2 separate regions of the Rattus norvegicus genome follow, and region 1 is linked to region 2. A link is a contact called in public Hi-C data. All regions are on one chromosome and are shown on one strand. The core of a region is the stretch at or near the end of the contact, and the rest is flanking DNA. Distances in the headings are between cores, read along the strand shown.

Region 1 (3,025 bases), core at 342-2,841, 47 kb after region 2:
CTTCCTTTTTCGAATACACAAAAATCCTGTCATGTGCTGTTTTGCAGCTGGCTTTTCTCCTTGGGGCGTCTTTATGTGTAATGTGGTTTTGTTCTGTTGTGTTGCCCAGAGGCCCAGGTAGTGAAGATGGAGCTCAGGCCTTGTGAATCCTTGACAAGGGCACCACCGCTGAGCTACACTTATGCCCCTCGCTGGGGGATTCTAGGCAGGGGCTCTACCGCCGAGCCACACCCCAGCCCCTCACTGGGGCAAGTTTTCCCTGCTGATCTCACTGTCTCTACTCTTTTTCTTCTCAGTTTCTTTTATTCTGAAATAAAGTCTCAGTGTGTACCCCAGGCTAGCTTCAAACTTTCAATTCTCCTGTCTCAGTTCCCTTGCATCATAGCTGTGTGTGACCACACCCAGCCCACAGTCATTCTTTTTTTTTTTCTTTTTTTCTCCCCCCCCCCCCCCCAGCTGGGGACTGAACCCAGGGCCTTGCGCTGCCTAGGCAATCGCTCTACCACTGAGCTAAATCCCCAACCCCGCCCACGGCCATTCTTAGTGGGTGCTATTGATATTAATCCAGCCCTTATTCTGTAGACATTGGTGTTTTGCACACATTTCTGTGTGAGGGCCTTGGAGCCTCTGGAACTGGAATCACAGACAGTTGCTAGCTGCCGTGTGGGTGCTGGGCATTGAACCTGGGTCCTCTGGAAGAACAGCCGGTGCTCTTGGTGCTCTTAACCACTGAGCCATCTCTCCAGCCCCTCATCAGCTCCTTTCGAATATGAGAAGCCCGATTGAAAGATCTCTTACAGCAAAGGACAGTGGGAAGTGCATCATTTAGTTTCGTGTTTGAGGCAGGGTCTCACTGGAACTCACTGTAGAGACCAAGTTAGCCTCAAACTCATCACAAGGGGTCCACCTATCTTTGCCTCCCAAGCGCTGGAATTTAGGGCATGTGCTACCATAGCTGGCCCGAGAATTGGTTTTGAGTCCCGGTCTCCCTGGCTAGAGGCGGGTACTCTGATGGATCCCAGTTTCCAGGTCTTCAGCCCTTCCTGCTATCAGCTTAATAGCTCTCCTGGCATCTCCCAGCTTTCCTCATTCGTGGGAGTGTGTATGTTGACTTCTAATGGGGCAGGAAACAGGACAATGTGGGCAGTGGACCCATTGTACAGATGGCTTAACTGAGTCCCCAGCAATACCGTACGTTCTGGCCCCACTGTGGGGAGCAGGAAGCTGGGCTGGATGCTCCATCTACACAGCCTGCTCACAGGTTTGGGTATGACAGTGTTTGCACCAGAACACGTATTGGGTGCAAGCTGTGGCTGTCCCTCAAGGCTATGTCTTATCCTGTCCTTCAGGTCAACTATTGGCATTCGGAACAGTGCAACATGATCAATGGTACTGCCGGGCAGATGTGGGCACCATTCATGACACCCGAATCCTCACTGGAATTCTTCAGCCCAGAAGCCTGCAGGTAACCCTCGTATAGGGATCCCCTGCCTCCGAACAGGGAAATCTGCTTCTGAGATAGTTCAGGGTCTACTCAGGTAGCTCCTGGGGAGTGTACTCAAAGGTCTGGCCCTCTGTGTACTATGACTCAGCGGTTTTTCTTGTCACTGTGACAGAATACCTGAGAGAGGTGACTTAGGAGGTCACTGGGGGACTCAGTCACGGTGGCAGTGATGATGGTTGATGGTAGAAAAGGGTCACTCAAGGTCTTGTAGCTTGGGCTCTACCATCCCAGGGTCCCAACTGTGGCCTGGGAAGACATGGTGGGTCTTCAGAGACCCATTCCCAAGTGGTGTTCCAATCTGGCCACACTGGTGATGACCTTGGCCTGGGGACTCGCCAAGCTGATCTTTGAGCCCTCTGCCTCTCTAGCTAACACAGACAGTCATGCTTCGTGCCAGGTGTCAACACAGCCATGATGGGGTGGGCAAAGTCTGCGTGATTTGGTGACTGTGTCTCATTGGGGACTTTCAAAAGCATAACTTTTGATTCTTTTTTTCTTTTCTTTTTTTTCTTTCTTTCTTTTTTTTTTTTTTAACATTTTATTACTGGTTTTTAATTATGTGTATCAGTGTGACTGTGTGCACATGAGTGCAGATTCCTGAGGAGGCCAGCAGAGGGTGTCAGATTACCCGGAGCTGTGTAACAGGTGGCTGTGAGCTGCCCTATGTGGATGCTGGGAATCGAACACTGAACCACCTCTCCAGCCCATTCATTCATTCATTCATTCATTGATTCAGTTATTTAATTGCTTATTCGGGTGTGTGTGTGTGTGTGTGTGTATGTGTGTGTGTGTGTGTGTGTGTGTGTGTGTGTGCACACGCACGCGCTGATAATCAAACCCAGGGCCTCACAACCACTAAGTTTAAATGGTCGGATACTGAGTCATGCCCCAGTCCCTAAACAGGATTTCAGACTTAGAGAAAACATCTTCAGCCCTGCCAAACCAGTGGCCTCTGTCGGTGGCACAGGTGACTGAGATGGCTCGGGGCTGGGGAGATGATGGCTCAATCAGTAAAGTGCACACCAGTCAAGCAAAAGGACCTGAGTTCAGCCCCAGAACCCACGTAGCTGTGTATGCCTCAAAACCCAGCTCTGGAAAAGTGGAGAATCCCTAGAGCTGGAAAGTCATCCAGCCCGGCAGAATCCTGTGAGAGCAGGATGCAGGCCAGGTGCCCCGTTCCTTCAGTCCTTCAGGGAGTGTTCTCCAAAAGCAAAGGCCTCTTCTGACACAGTCACAATGATCAAAATCAGGGAATTTAACTTCGACCTAAGAAGCGCCTCTGAGCAGATGCTTCTGCATAAAATAGAAAAGAAATGGTGCTTATAATTTCAGATTATGGTCCATCCTTGTGGCTGGGGTTGGGGATCAAAGCAGGACTCCAGGCAGCTAGTCAAGGCACTTACGAGAGCAGAGAGTCAAACTGAATGCACTCACGCCTACAACTCAGATGGCTGTCTCCATTCTTAAATAGTCCATGACCCAAACCTAGGGAATGGTGCCACCCACAGTGGGCTGGATCCT
Region 2 (3,203 bases), core at 578-3,077:
AAGAGGGAGCAGGTTCAGAGGAACCTGGGCTGTGAAGACTCCCACTCAGGAGTCCTGAGGCCCCTCTGCCCCCCTCACACCCTCCTCTGTAGAGCTTAAAGCCTGTTGGTAGCTCATCAGCCTTTGAACCTGGAAGGTGCAGGTGTAACACAGTTGTGGTTCTAAGGTCCCACCCACCTCTGCTCCTTGGACCACTGAACCCCTAGCCTCCTTTCTGTGTCTGTGTGTGTACACATGTTTGTGTGGGTGTACCAGAATGTGCTGTTCGAGACAGAATATACCTACTGGGTACCGGGTCTCACTGGTCAGAGAAGTCTGGCTGGCCATCCGGCTAGAGCTTGTTTTTGTCTTAGACTTACTTGTTTTATGTATGCAATTGTCTTTCCTGCATGTATGTCTGTGCACCAGGTCAGAGGAGGGCATCGGATCCCCTGGAACTTAAGTTCCATCCATTAAGGATGTTGTGTACTGTTGTGCGGGTGCTGGGAATTGAACCCAGGTCTTCTGCAAGAGCAGCCAGTGCTCTTAACCACTGAACCATGTCTATCGATGTGTATTTCATCATATAAGTACACTATAGTTGTCTTCAGACACCAGAAGAGGGCATCAGATCTCATTACAGATGGTCGTGAGCCACCATGTGGTTGGTAGGATTTGAACTCAGGACCTCTGGAAGAACAGTCAGTGCTCTTAACTGCTGAGCCATCTCTCCAGTCCTCCAGCTTACTCTTGTGTGTCTGGTGGAATCTGTCAGGGCTGGAAAGATGACTTGGCTGTTTCTGCAGAACTTACTAGGTGTTGAGTAAATCCTGACTCTGGGTCATGTTGCTGAAGGTGGTTCCCAAGAGGAGACCTTCTGGGTTTTAACGGGAGCTAGGACTCAGTTTTGACAGGTGTGGGGCTGGGTTTTCTCAGCTGCATATCTATCCTTTGTGTCCTGAGTGGGAAGCAGGCCGCCTTGCCCTCACTGAGGAAGTTACCCTATGTCTCTGTTTTTTGGCTGTAACAGGGAGTGCTTAGAGTTAAAGGCTCTGGCTGTGGGCTGGGAATGAACTAACTGGGCACTGGGCAGGGCAGGGCAGGGCAAGACAGAGTCCCCACCACCCTGCAGGTATCCTGAGTGGGGCTTAAGGCCAAAGAACGCAGAACTGAGTTCAGCTGAGCTGGTGGCTCTGGGTGATAAGGAAGAGTCAGCAGGGAGCATAGTGGCCCGGCATCCTGATAAGCCCCTCAAACACCTTCCTGGATGGAATCAGGGGCCCAGCGTGTGTCTGGGGCCTGGAGTTTTGAGTGGAGGGTGTGCTTAAGGCCTCGAGGGACACGGAATTCTGAGCAAAGGGTGTGCGAAGGTCCTGGGAGACACGGAATTCCGAGGGGACAGTGCATCAAGGCCGCGAGGGACACAGAATGGAGAATGTGCAAAAGCCCAAAGGGATACGGAGTTCCGAGTGCAGGGAATGCAAAAGGTCCCGAGGGATACGGAATTGAGTGGAGGGTGTGCATGGCCCGGAGGCTGGCCCTGGCGACTGCAATTGATGCAGGGGAGCGGGAGGCATTGGCAGGAGTCGGAAGAGAGAAGAGGTGGCAGGAGCGGGGTGTAGCGGATGCAGACGGTGCCAGGGACTTCTGCCCTCTGTGGTGAGCGCATCGGTTCCCACCTAGGCCAGCGACAAGAGCAGGAAGCGTGGGGGAAACACACAGCGGATATACAGACCCTGCAAGAGCTTGGAAAGCCCAGCACTTCGGAGGGGCGGCTCCCGACATAGGCCACGCCCACGCCTCACCATCAGAGCACCGCCCACTCCCCGCCTTTTCCCACCCCTAGCCGGAATCCCGCGCCGAACACGGGGGCGGGCTGCCCGGGCCATGGCGCATAAAACCTCTGGCCACCTGCAGGGCTACTGCTGCTCTGGCCACTGTCAGGCACACACCTTGCTGCTCGGTTTCTGTCATCTCTGTGGCCTCCGTCGCCTCTGTCGCCGTCCCCTTCAGGTCCTGAGCCCAGCGACTCTCGGCCGCGCACGCGGACATGGGCGTCAGCTCCAGGGCACGCTGGGTGGCCTTGGGGCTGGGCGTTCTAGGGCTGCTGTGTGCTGCGCTCGGCGTTATCATGATTCTCATGGTGCCCTCGCTCATCAAGCAGCAGGTGCTCAAGGTGAGTGAAGGGTCCTGGGGTGAGGAGGATCGGGACGCAGGATGGGACGGTGGTGCTACCTTCTCACCACCTGAGAGGCCCAGGCTCACCCCAGAGCCTTGGAGGTCTGAGTCACTAGCGTCCCAGGGGCCTGATCCTCACTGAAGCAGAAGTGTGGCCTGGCCCTTCAGCACACACCGACTGGTGACTGGACCTAGTAACCTCAAGAGCTGTGCTAAACCCCAGTACATCTGTGAGGCTTCTAAGGGCGCCCAGTTCTCTGGGTGCTCTGCCTGTTTCCTCCCGCCTAGATGCCCCAAAGATGCCCTGGGTCGCCCCCACACTGCCAGCCAATCTCGAGAGTTAAGCAGCTTTCTGCTCCCACGCACTGGCAGAGGCAGACACTACTCGGGTCTGCCGAGGGCAGGCAGCCGGGCCTCTCCCTTGATCTCAGCCCTAGGCCCTGTTTTGCCCTTTCAACCGGGGACCGATATTAGGCGGGCGGTGCCGGTCCAGCTACAGACTCTGCCCTGGGATCCGGTGTCCTCCGAATGAGCCCAGAGCTCATTAAGTAAGTCCTGGAGATTACCGAGTAAAAAAATCTCCAGTGTTTTTTCTGACATGCTGAGTTCCCACGGAAGGGGAAACGGAGGCTGGCCTTCAGGGAACAACCAGTTCGAACTGGACCTGGGATCCCCAAGAAGCTGTTGTCACAGGATTGACTGACATCTCACCTCTTAGCGGGTTTGTTTACTGGGAGTTTAAGAATGGCTTCATGTACTGTGTCCCATTGCCCGCTGAAAGGAGGGAATGAATGAGGGATACTCCCTCTTTGGCTGGCCGCCACCTCCCAGGTCCTGGCTGGTCTTCCGGATGGAGCCACAGGTGGCTTTCCTGGAGTTGTGATGGGCATTTCTAAGTCCTCTTGGCCACACTGACATATCTATTGCTTTGGATTTTCAACTCCTGTACGTGAAGATTATAGTTGCCAAGAAGTTCCAGCGTCCCAGGAGTTATGGTGTCTTGGGTGGAGGGAAGATCATTCTTGTTGGAGCATCCGAACTGCTCT

What was found. A called contact is a pair of places that touch in the nucleus more often than the background predicts.
Region 1: a contact with region 2 is called in a Hi-C map of liver, with 1.8 times the contacts expected there. The contact joins the enhancer-like site here to the promoter of Scarb1 in region 2. A contact is called at or near these places in 3 of 12 Hi-C or Micro-C datasets (hepatocytes, kidney and liver).

Annotation. Positions count from the first base shown.
Region 1 is chr12:37,003,065-37,006,089 of GRCr8, forward strand. It overlaps Scarb1 (scavenger receptor class B, member 1), which reads left to right. Exons shown (of 13, transcript NM_031541.2): 6 at 1,350-1,465. Among named protein-coding and RNA genes, the nearest start is that of Scarb1, 47 kb to the left of the region's middle. Within about 2 kb of position 1,592, at least 2 of the 93 cell types and tissues checked have an H3K27ac peak or open chromatin away from gene starts, as enhancers often do. A contact at or near this core is called in hepatocytes and liver, where this site is marked.
Region 2 is chr12:36,955,669-36,958,871 of GRCr8, forward strand. It overlaps Scarb1 (scavenger receptor class B, member 1), which reads left to right and starts at 1,828. Exons shown (of 13, transcript NM_031541.2): 1 at 1,828-2,155. The coding sequence starts at 2,030.